Linked DNA regions of Canis lupus: region 2 is linked to region 1. A link is a contact called in public Hi-C data. All regions are on one chromosome and are shown on one strand. The core of a region is the stretch at or near the end of the contact, and the rest is flanking DNA. Distances in the headings are between cores, read along the strand shown.

Region 1 (6,152 bases), core at 1,106-3,605:
TACGACTGGAGGTCTCTCTTGCCCCAGAGGTTGATCAGTGAGGCACTCCTCCTTCCCCTCCTCCCAACAGCCCATTCCTGGCATAAACTGGATCCTCTTCAGTCAGGTGACAGATACATACACATTATTTCAAGTATTAATTAGTAATGACTTCTTTTCCACCACGCTGTAATAAAACTTCTATGTAAACAATATCTTCATTACAATTAATAAAACTTTGTGGCCTATGTCAACACTATGTTTAATTTTTTTTCTTTAATGATTATGAATTGTGTGACCTTGAGAAAGTCACATAAAGCCTCACTTTCTTCCAACTCTAAAATGGGAATAATGGAGTGGCTCAGCCGGTTAGGCGTCTGCTTTGGGCTCAGGTCAGGATCCTGCCTTCCTGGGGAGAAGGCCTGCGCCTCATTGGACTCCCTGCTCAGAGGGGAGCCTACTTCTTCCTCTCCTTCTGCTGCTCCCCTTGCTGGTGCTTTCTCTCTGTGTGTCAAATAAATAAAATCTTTAAAAGAAAAAAAAAATGTTTTTAATAAAATGGGAATAATGGTATCTACTTAACTGGGTCACAAGAAAATGAGAGGAAATGATGCGTATAAAACATGCAGGGGCCGGTAAATAGCAGGCACTCAATCAATGTCAGCCTGGTTGTTCCCAGCCCCCTACCCCCACCTGGCAGGTTTCTAACATGTACTCTTACATATGAACAAAGTCACAAATCATATACAAGCTTTTAACCAAAAAACCTTTAAAATCATGCAGAATGCATTAATATTTTTAAAATAATCGTGAGATACAAGTCTATCTGTGAGCATTCATTATCGTTCCTAAACCTTAGTTTTATGTTCCGAGTACTAACCTAATTTCCAGTTTTAATTCATCTCAACAAAATTTAGCTAATTCAGCTATACGGAAAAGGGGACTAAGAGGGGCAAGACATTACAAAAACACAGCATTCTCCTTTGATTATAGACTAGAAACCCATATATGTAACAACGTCTCAACAGACTGCTAAAAGCAACACCATTCAACACTGAATCGACTTCAAGAAAGTCTTCTAAACTTAAAAAATAAAAATAAAAATAGATAATGGGTGATCAAAAATAATAATAATAATAATAATAATAATTTCCCCTCCCATCACTCAGAGGAGGAGGAATAATATTTAGTGTCACAACATACAAAAGTCTAACACGCCAAGAATGTCTAGATACCCCTAACTACCAAAGACTTCCCATTTGGGGCCATTTTTATCAGACCTCCCTCTGAGGGCTCATTTCCAGAATCCAGTCTCAGTACAAGGACACCATTATTTCTCAAATTAATCCCCCAAACGACAAAGCTAATTAGGTGGAATGGAACAACCAACTGACCCAAAACTAAGTTCTCCTTTCCCTACAAGGAATTCAGAATACGAGGGTGGCCCACGGCCCAACATATCCAAGACAAGAAACCAAAAAGATAACCGAACGACGCTAACAGGTCTGCTACCCGGAGATTCACCCACGATCTAAAAAATATGCTTATCTGTCACAAGGTTTGGAGACTGCCACGAACTCGTAGTGTGCCCTTCCAACCTCTCGCTCCTCCCCATCTCGTTTTTAAAAAGTATTGATAACGGGATGCCCGGGGGGGGGGGGGGGGTGCTCAGCGGCTGAGCGCCTGCCTTCGGCCCGGCCCGGGGCCTGATCCGGGGTCCTGGGATCGAATCCCGCGTCGGGCTCTCTGCGTGCAGCCTGCTTCTCCCTCTGCCTGTGTCTCTGCCTCTCTCTCTGTGTCCACCACGAATAAATAAATAAATACTTAAAAAAAAAAAAAAAGAAAGGTAAGATAACCAGAAAGTAAGAGCAACAGCATCGTTGGCCTGCACTGGGGCAAAGGGCTTGCAGGTTTGGTCCGCGTAAAACCTGGAGGAGCCCGGGACCGGGGCCCTGGATGACAAGCGGGGGGCGGAGAAGCTGGCAGCTGGAGGCTGTGCGCGGGGAAGGCGGCACGGCGTGGCCGCGGGCTCCGCGGCGGGTCCGCAGGGCGGCGGCGCGGGCTGCACTGGGCCGCGGGCGGCCGGAAGCCCCGGGGTCGGCCCGACCTGCCCGTCGCGACGCAGGCGGCCCCACTCACCGATGAGCCGGCGCACCTCGTCCTCGCTCAGGTAGACGCTCACGCTGGGCCCCGCGGCCGCGGGCGACAGCGCGGGAGGCCGCGGGGCCGGGGCGGCGGCGGCGCCGGGCGCGGGGAGCAGCGGCAGCAGCGCCAGCAGGAGCAGCAGCGGCAGCGGCGGCGGCGGCGGGGCCCTGAGGCCGCGGGTCCCCGGGAGGCGGCCCCGGCCCCGCCGCCCCTGCCGCGCCGCCCCGCGCATGGCCGCCGCCGCCGCCGCCGCCGCCGAGGAGCGCGGGCCGCCCGCCGCGCCGCCGCCACCCACCCCCGGCCCCGAGCCCCTCACAGCTCCGAGCCGGGGGCGGCCGCCCAGCTCATCGCGCCGCCGGCCCGTGGCAGCCGCACGCCGCTTCAGACCGCCGGAGCGCGCCGCCGCCGCCGCCTCCTCCTCGGCGGCATCCTCCGCTGCACGGGGGAGGGGAAGGGAGGGGAGGGGAGCGGAGCGGAGCGGAGCGGAGGGGACGGGAGGGGGCGGCCCGGGGGCGAGCGCGTGCGCGCGCACGCCGCCCCCCGAGAGCGCGCACGCACGCGCCGTCCGCTCGGGGCGGGGCCGGGGCGGGCCGGGGCGGGGCCGGGGCGGGGCCGGGCCCGCAGGGGAGCGCTTTGATTTTCCGAGCGCTGCCGCGCGCGCTAGGGGCTCTCCGGGCACCCTCCGAAAGGAGCCGGTCCCCGCCCCTCGTTGTCACCAACCTGATGTTTGCACGTCTATTGTCTGCAGCACCCCCGCTCCCCGCGACACACAGTCCAGACCGGCAGGCCCGGGCCGCGGCTGCCCCCGAGCCGGCTCCGCGGGGGCCGAGGGACTGCCTGCGTGCAGCCGCTCCGGGAGCAAAAGGGAAACTATTTTCCCCTCCTTCTCTCTTTTTTATTTTTTACTTTATTTTTTTAAAGACTTTATTTATTTATTTATTCATGAGAGGCAGAGACACAGGCAGAGGGAGAAGCAGGCTCCATGCAAGGAGCCCGGTATGGGATCGGATCCCGGGCCTCCAGGGTCACGCCCCGGGCCAAAGGCCGGCGCTCAACCGCTGAGCCACCCAGGTGGCTCCCCTCTTTCTTTCTTTTTTAATATTTTATTTAAATTCAGTTTGCCAGGGCAGCCCGGGTGGCTCAGCTGTTTAACGCCGCCTTCAGCCCAGGGCGTGACCCTGGAGACCCGGGATCGAGTCCCACGTCGGGCTCCCTGCATGGAGCCTGCTTCTCCCTCTGCCTGTGTCTCTGCCTCTCATGAATAAATAAATAAATAAATAAATAAAATCTTAAAAAAAAAAATCAGTTTGCCAAACCTGTTTCTTCTTACTGAGAAAATGGTGAAAAATAGAAAGCACCTTTGATCCCACCATCGGGAGGTCCACATTAACCTTCCTGTGTCACTATCCCATGGATAGAATACTACGTGCACTTATTCTCCAAAAAGATCCTGCTCAGCAAAGCTTAGTGACCTTATCCTTACACGTTACGAATTTTTATTTCTTAAAACCGTTCTGCGTCCCCATCGTCAACCCTCATCCGGGGATGCGAGCCTGTGGTGTGCAGAAGAGTGCGTCTGTTTTCGCGGTGCACTTGGCCCGCACAGAGAAGTGCTGTCACGTACGTTTCAATGTTCTAGCGAGTCCCAGCCCCTTAAAGGGGTTAAGAATCGGGGATACACCTTGGCTTTTCGGAAGGCTGCCCAACGAGCCGTGCGCGGAGCTCCAGGTCTCGGGGTGCATTTCTGCGAGCACCCACCATCGTGCTCAGACTTGCTCGAGGTGCCCCCTGTCTCGGTTGAGACTTCCAAGCGTCCCTGCCCGGCCCGGGTCACCTCGCCCCTGCGGGCAGGCCCGCGCCCTGACCCCGGGTCGCCAGCCGGGCCCGGGCCTCACTGCGCAGCTGCTCGCGGGACAGGCCGGGTTTCCGTGTGCAGTTGCTGCTCCTGCAGGGAGGCCCGGGAGGCGGCTATTTTTATCCTCTGGGGAGGGTGGGGGAAGAGAGAGAGAGGGACTGATGCAGCGGGAGGTCCTGGAACTTTTTCTCCTTCTCTACTAAAAGCGATCTGTTCCATTTAGAGAAAGGCTAGCGTGGATTTGTCAAGCTTCAGCCCGGGAGTTGTGTCCATCATCCTACAGGAGGAGGCTGAGAAGAGGGTGAGAGTGGAGAGTCTCTCGTGCTCCACAAGAGAACGATAAAAACACAAAGGTCGTCAAAAATCCTTATCTTGGGGCAGGCGCTGCTACCTCTTAGGGGACCGGGACTCTGTCGAGAAGAGCTTGGGGCTGGAAATGTGCTATGTGAACAGGGCCCTCAATTCGACAGGAGGCATTTTCTCAAAGGATGGCGTGTTTCCCACACTCTTCAAAATGGCTCACAGTCTCCAAAAGAGGAAGCTCCTGTCTTCAAGGCAATCTCAAGTGACTTCTTGAAGTAGTCTGTGATGTAAACACAGCAGAGCTGTCAGTCAGGCCTGGCCGGGCTGTGGTACTTGCTAATGGTGTGACCTTGAGTGAATTAAACTCCAGACCCTTGGATTCCTCATTTATAGAATAGGGGTGATAATGCCAGACTCCAGACACTGGACTGGGTGAGTGTTACACCCATTGCTATTGTTATTATAATGATCCCTTCCCTATAATGACCATTTCCTGAAAAGTTTAATCACCACTTAGCTCAAACCATTCAAACCAGAGATGCTCAAGAACTTTCAGTACAGCACCACGCCTGGCCCAGATCTGGGCCAGTGCATTGGTGCCAGGCATCATGCTTGGCACTGGGACGCTGGGATAAGCAAGGTGCTTCCTTGAGGACATTTGATTAGCACATGTTTATTGCACAATTTTATCAGTGCGCTGAAGAAAAAGTTGGTGGTTCTCAAAGTATGATTCTCAGACCAGCAGTACTATCACCGGGTAACTTGTAGAAATTCAGATTCCTTGGCCCCACCCCAGACTAATCAACTGATAGTTATTACTGATACCCTAGTATCGACTTCATGAAATAGGAACACGGAAGTGGTATATATGTTTCATTATTTGTTCTAAAGAGTCCCTGTGCCCCAAAGAGCATTACAGGCCCTCCAGGTGATGCTGGCCACTCTGTCAAGAAAATCTCAGCTTCCACCACCTCTCCTTTGGGCTGTTGTAGTTGCTGCCTCCCCGGCCTCTGTGCCTTCCCCTGACTCCTTTCTTTAGTCTGTTCTCATCGTAGCAGCCAGAACTATCCTATTATACAGAACCAGATCATGTTGCTCCTTGGCTCTTAAACTGCTAATGGCTTCCTAATTCATCTAGAATAAAAGGCAAAGTCCTTACAAGCTATCAAGGCAGCTCTCACTCTCCATCTTCCTCCCTTCCCTTCTGATCCTATCTCTTTCCCCACCTCAATGACTTCTTTGTTGTGCTTCCCATATACCAGACACAATCCTACCTCAGGGCCTTTGCCCTGCTGTTCTCTGTACCTGGAATACTCGGAGTTGGGAATGCTGCTGCTCTGTGTACTCTAGAGTAGTTTACTTTTTAAATGTTCTCCCTCCACAAGTAATATATTAACCTATTGTGTTGTGAAAGATTCAAGCGGCACAAAAGTATAAGGAATAAGAACATCCTCCTTGATACAAATCATCATCTCTCTCCTCACCTCCCAGTTCTTTTATTTTTTTTTCAAATTTTATTCATTTATTCATGAGAGACACAGAGACATAGGCAGAGGGAGAAGCAGGCTCCATGCAAGGAGCCTGATGTGGGACTCGATTCCCAGACTCCAGGATCATGCCCTGGGCCGAAGGCAGGCACCAAACGGCTGAGCCACCCAGGAATCCCCTCACCTCCCAGTTTGGTGTATGTTCTTATAGCCCTTTTCTCCATATTTACACACACATGCATATGTGTATATGTATATGTGTTTAGACACACAACTGTGTGTTTATGCATGCTTTAAGTTTTATAGAAATGAAAGTGTAGGGCAGCCCTGGTGGCCCAGCGATTTAGCTCCACCTTCGGCCCAGAGCATGACCCCTGGAGTCC
Region 2 (6,152 bases), core at 1,071-3,570, 190 kb after region 1:
AAAGAAACTGCCTCCTTTTAAAAAATAGTGCCCCCCCCGCCCCCATAAAATAAAATAATGCCCAACACGAGTTCTGAAAGGAGCATCTCTAGGTGAACCATAGTAGAGGGACTCCTTGCTTCCCATTTCTGCTTCCCTTTGGGGTCCCTTCCTCTGAATTTTAATGTTGTATTCCCTTGAATGCCTGGACCAAGGGGTCAAGATGTTACTTAGCTCCTTGGCCATGGCTGATTCTCCCTTTTTTTTTTTCCTCCTAAACAGCAGCAGCCAGCAGGGAGGGTATGTCTGGATACCCTGTTTCCTACTCTGGGTTCTGCTGCTTCATCATCAGTGAAGCACAGTACTAGGGGCACTCCTACCCGGCCACAAAGCAGCCATCCTGATGGTCTGGAACCTAATGGCACCAAAGACACTCCCAGTCACTCCTGGTTTCTGAGGCTACAAAACATTCATAAAAGGAACAATCTTTAAGGGTGGATTCCAACTCCTTCATACGGGCTGTGCTTGGCCCCAAAAATATGACTGCATGATGGCCCTAATGCCTGGGTCATTAACTACACAGTTTGGGGTGGGCTAAGTGTTTTTATCCCCATGGGAAAGAGCCAGGCGAAACTGAAGCAGAAGGGACCCAGCTATTTTCGGTCACCAGTGAAATAGCTGAGGCCTTGCTGTTTTGGTCAAGAATTAATCCAGTACTACCGAGTGGATAACTCAAAGCAAGTAAAAGGATATTGCTTTTAGGAAATCTCCACACAGTTCCTGTTATATTTTTGGAATCCCTGTCCTACACGAACCCGTTTTCCTGCTGCCATTTCTTTGTCCCCTGGGATATCCTCCTCCTTTTTCTTGCTGATCGGAACTAGCTAATTTCCCCCAGTCACGTACAGATTCCACCTTCTTGTAAAGTTCTTTCAAATCACTCCAGCTTCAGCATGCATTCTGCTTTTGAACGTTTCCTTCTGGTCTTTATGATCCACCTAACAAGCTGGGTCGTCTCTCTAACAGATTCTATCAGTGTCTACAACTACTGTGTGTCGATCCTGCAGCAAGGATCCAGTACATCCTTTCCAAATTTGGCCTCCAGCTTTCTTCACTGTCCCTCTTCCAAATACCACTAACCCTGTTATACTTCCCTGGCTTTGCACTTAAAAGCCTCCCCACCCCACCACCACCCTCCCCCAATCACCAACGCCTACTCTTCCTTCCAAACTCAACACTGGTGTCAGCTCACCGGGTCAACAACTCATTTCCAGAGTCAGGCACTAAGGTGCCTTCACTGAATCTTCAGGGGCTGAAGAATGGAAACGATCAAGACCCCAAAGATTCAGATGCAGTGAAACGCCGGGACACCTGCACCCCGATGTTTCTAGCAGCAATGTCCACAATAGCCAGCCTGTGGAAGGAGCCTCGGTGTCCACGAAAGATGAATGGATCAAGAAGCTGTGGTTTATGTATACAATGGAATATTCCTCAGCCATTAGAGACGACAAATACCCACCATTTGCTTCGACGTGGATGGAACTGGAGGGTATTATGCTGAGTGAATAAGTCAATCGGAGAAGGACAATCATTTATTGTATGGTCTCATTCATTTGGGGAATATAAAAATTAGTGAAAGGGAATAAAGGGGAAAGGAGAAAAAATGAGTGGGAAACACCAGAAAGGGAGACAGAACATGAGAGACTCCTAACTCTGGGAAACGAACTAGGGGTGGTGGAAGGGGAGGAGGGCAGGGGGGTGGGGGGTGACTGGGTGACGGGCACTGAGGGGGGCACTTGGCAGGGTGAGCACTGGGTGTTATGCTATATGTTGGCAAATTGAACTCCAATAAATAAATTAAAAAAAAAAAAAAAAAAAGACCGGCAACGTCCGGGACACGGCCACTGTCCCGAGCACGTGCCACACTCGACAGAATGAGACACTACTACCTTCCCTAACGAACCTTCTCTTACGCACGTGACAGCCCGGGGCCTCCGGAGCAGGTGCTCCGTACAATGTTTCCAGCCACCCCCCGCCCCCCATCAGTCTACAAGACTTGGCTCCCGGGTCATCTCCCGCAGGAGGGCGGTTCCTAGACCCAGGCGGGGCGCGGTCCTCGTCCCTCCTGGGGTCCCTCAGTTCCCTGGACACAGCGAGTGGTCCCAACGCGGAGCTCGTCACACTTTCCCAGACCCGTGGTGTCATCCGGTTTCTGTGCTTTGCAGATCCGCAAGCCGGCGGTTAACGCGAACTAAGCGGGCCCGCCTTCCCCCGCGCTAGAAATGACCCTCGCGGGCCACCACCAGCCGTCCGCAAGCAGGGGGCCGCCCCGGTCCCCACTTCCGGCTGGAGATACCAAGTGTGGAAGCGGGGGAGGCCCGGAGCCGCCACGCGAGTGCCTTTCCACCCTCCAGGGCGAGCGGTGGGGACAGTGGTTGTGAAGATGAAGTGAAGACATCGGCCTCCACTGACGGGAGCGGGGAGAGGCGCCGCTGAGGAACCAACGCGTCCTCGTCCCTCCAAAACCGGGACTAGGGGCGCGGGAAAGCCTTACCCGCACCGGACTCAGCGCCGCACCCGCTTCCACCGGAACTTCCACCCCCCACCCCGCGCCTCTGAGGATCACGTGACCCGCGCGGTCCTGCGCTCCGATCCCCGGATGTGATGTGGGTGAGCCCATTTGCATGCGCGGAGGGGCGTCCTGGGAGGACGCTGCTCCGAGGAAGAAGCGAGGGGGCAGTGGGCGGAACGAACGTGCGGACGGCGGAGGCCGGACGTCGGGGTCGGCGGTGACGCGCGTGCGCGCCCCCGGCCGGAGGTAACGGCGGGAAGGCTCGGGGGCGCGCGCGCGTGCGCAGCGGCCCAGTAACCGCATGTGCGCCCGGTGGACGGGCGAGGGGCGGGCGTGTCCCGGTCCGGAGGCAGCCCTGGCTGCGGCGGCGCCGCGGGCTGCCCGGCCGTACGGCCCGGGGCTGGCGTCCGCCGCCGCCCGCTGGCCCCCGGGCCCGCCCTCGCCGGCCCGGCTCCGCTGCGGCGCCCCGCCCGTCGGCCTCGCCGCGTGTGCCCTGCGGAGCCGCGAAGGCGGACGTGGCCTTTGGCGGCGCGCCGTCCGGGCCAGCCAGGTGGTCAGCCCCTCCCCCGAGGCCGGGCCGGCGGGAGGGCGGCGGGGGGGGCGAGCTGCCGCCCAGGCCTCGTCTTCCGCGGCGGAGCCGGCTGCGGGCCGCTCTTCCTTTGCAGAGGAGGGACCCCCGGCACAGCCCTCCCGCCTAGGCTGCCAGATCTGGTTAGCTTCCCAGCGTTGTTGCGGCTTAGCCTTGGCGGCACTGGGGCCGATTCGCCTGGGGGCGGGGCGGGGGGCACGAGCAGTTTTTATTTTTATTTAAAAAAAAAATTTTTTTTAGCAGTTTTTAAAAAGTGAGTTAATAATGTTCGTCCAAGAGGTACGGAAATGCAGGAATCGTGAAGGACTGAAGAAGTTGGGAAACCCTGAGTTCACCGATCGTCTGACATCAGGGGCGCGAAAGAAATGATCCAGGGCTTAAAAGGGACAGTTCCTTAGGAGCACTTTATTTATTTATTTATTTATTTAAAAGATTTTATTTATTTATTCACGAGAGACAGGCAGGGACACAAGCAGCGGGAGAAGCAGGCTCCATGCAGGGAGCCCGAGGTGGGCCTCGATCCCGGGTCCCCAGGATCACGCCCTGGGTCAAAGGCAGGCGCTGAACCGATGAGCCACCCAGGCTGCCCCTTAGGGGCACTTTAAAAAAAAAAATTTTTTTTTTTTTAAGATTCTACTTATTTATTCATTCATGATAGACATAGAAAGGCAGAGACACAGGCAGAGGGAGAAGCAGGCTCCATGCAGGGAGCCCGACGTGGGGCTCGATCCCGGGTGTCCAGGATCAGGCCCTGGGCCACAGGCAGGCGCTGAACTGCTGAGCCACCCAGGGATCCCCCCTTAGGAGCACTTTAATCGTGAAGATACTTGAGGGCCCTAAGCCTAGGGCGCATACTGTCTTCCTTAACGTTCCTTACCAGCCTCAGAGTAAAAACGAGTCCAAGGTCATTGACTAGTCTTGATTTGTAGTTAGAGTAGCCTTATTTGCAGAGAGTAGTTTTCCTTGAGCCTTTCATCCGATTCCTTAAATAATTTCACACTTAATAAAGAAGTATTATAGTGTAGGTACACTACGGTAATACAGAAGTTCCCTAACTGCTTGCATTCCGTTTTATTTTATTTTATAGAGGCGAAGAGGAAGCCCTAGTAAGGACCATCAACTACATGTAACATCTACATATTCACATTTACACGTATTATAGCTGTAGCGTAATCATATAATAAGCTTCTGTATTTTCTTACTTGAAATACAGTACCGCCTTTAGTTTGTCATCAGCTTCTTGCCCCTCTGGCTACACCGTTCTCAGTGATCAGTATAGTAGAAGTGAAATTCTCTTGGGTTACAGACTCCTAAACATTTAGACATTCACACTGCCCTTCAGTGCATGTAGGTTCAGGTTTTAAAAATTATTTGTAATAAATGTGTATGTTAAGTGTACTGTGCCATATTCCTCGCATTAGAAGGTAGAAGATCTTTGCTTTGTCCTTCCTTTTCTCATTTAACGTTGCAGTGGTGGCCAGCTGTGACAAGATCAGTAAACCACTCTATCAGAGTTCCCTACTTAAAAAAAAAAGTCAACTTGATTTGAAATTCATCTGAAGCCAACATGAACAGGGATTGCAAGGATTTAATTTATTTTTATGTTAGGGTACCCGCAGCTAAATTTTTATGTTAGGGTACCCGCAGCTAAATTTGCTTTTTCAGCTTTACAAAACCATAGTCCTGTCATCACACTTACAAAAATTTATAAAAATTCCATGATGTCGATATTCAGTCTGGGTTTAGATTTCCCCAAGTGTCCCTTAAGTGACTTTTTACAATTAGCTCTTTTGAAGCAAAATCCCATAGAGATTCACATGTTGCATTGGTTGATACATCGATTAAATCTTTTTAAATAGAGCGGTTCCCTTGTGTCCCTTGTCCCCCTTAATATTCTAGATTTAGCTGATTGCATCTGCATGACATCCTTTTAACATGTACATCTTTTCCCTTTAAACCAGTAGTTAGATCTAGAATTGCACTGTCCACTATAGTAGCCACCAGCCAGCTGTAGCTATTAAATATTACCATGATATAAAACTAAAAATTCAGTTCCCTGGCTTCATTAGCCACATTTCAAGTGCCCAGTGGTCACAAGTGCCTGGTGGCTACCCTTTGAATGGTGCAGAAGTAAAATTTTTCAATAATTGCAGAAAGTTCTGTTGAATAGCACTGATCTAGAAGATCAGATTTAACTTTAATTTTGTGTGTGTGTGTGTGTGGGGGGGGGGTCAAGACGATTTTCCAGGTGGTACAGTAGACAATCTATTGCATTATCAGAGAGGTATGAAATGTCTGAGTTGTCTCTCTCTTAAGATTGAGCAATGTAATGGGTTCAAATATTGTTAGCCCAATCCATCCATTGTGAAATTCCCCATGAGCTTTTCACTTAATGGTGAACTCTTTTTTACAGATTTATATCGCCTATATTCATTATTGCATTAGGGATTGCAGAATGGTGATTTTCCCACTCCTGCCATTCCTTCAATATTTATTAGCTGGAAATCTTTTATGAGAAGAACTCTACCCCAGCAGCTATTTGACTGTCATCAGCTATTTGAAATATATTTTGTAGAGGAAAGGCAAGGAAAATGCTTAATTCTTTCCCTCTATTTTCAGACTACAGTAATGAGTTGGTGGCTTAGCAACCTCCAAAGGTAACCATGAGGGTTTTTGCCCTTTTTTTTTTTTTTTAATCATCATGGAGTTGAATATATTTAAACTGTTTCAACTTATTGCAGTCTTTTTTTTTTTTTTTTTTTTTTAATACTCAAATTGTCCTGCCTTTGGTCAGTGGCTTCCCCTTTAAGTTGGTTCCTGTCCACCTTGTTATGATTAGTAGTCTTTGATAATCAGTTTACCTATTTTCTGGTAAAACATGTTCCTCCCTCATTTATACATTAATGCCCACCAAAATGCCCTGGCTCTTTAGAGTAGGAACCAGTATTTAGAGACCACAGTCTGGGTGCTACAGGTGCTCTTATTGTTAGGTTGGTCAATGGTTCTAGCATT

What was found. Hi-C and Micro-C count contacts between places; a contact is called where the count stands out from the background.
Region 2: a contact with region 1 is called in a Hi-C map of blood, with 2.6 times the contacts expected there. The contact joins the promoter of CEP63 here to the promoter of RYK in region 1. A contact is called at or near these places in 2 of 9 Hi-C or Micro-C datasets (both in blood).

The regions. Positions count from the first base shown.
Region 1 is chr23:31,574,714-31,580,865 of UU_Cfam_GSD_1.0, forward strand. It overlaps RYK (tyrosine-protein kinase RYK), which reads right to left and starts at 2,356. Exons shown (of 15, transcript XM_038570928.1): 1 at 2,119-2,356. The coding sequence starts at 2,356.
Region 2 is chr23:31,765,663-31,771,814 of UU_Cfam_GSD_1.0, forward strand. CEP63 (centrosomal protein of 63 kDa) reads left to right here and starts at 2,321. Exons shown (of 15, transcript XM_038570937.1): 1 at 2,321-2,645. It overlaps ANAPC13 (anaphase-promoting complex subunit 13), which reads right to left and starts at 2,693. Exons shown (of 3, transcript XM_038570942.1): 1 at 2,534-2,693.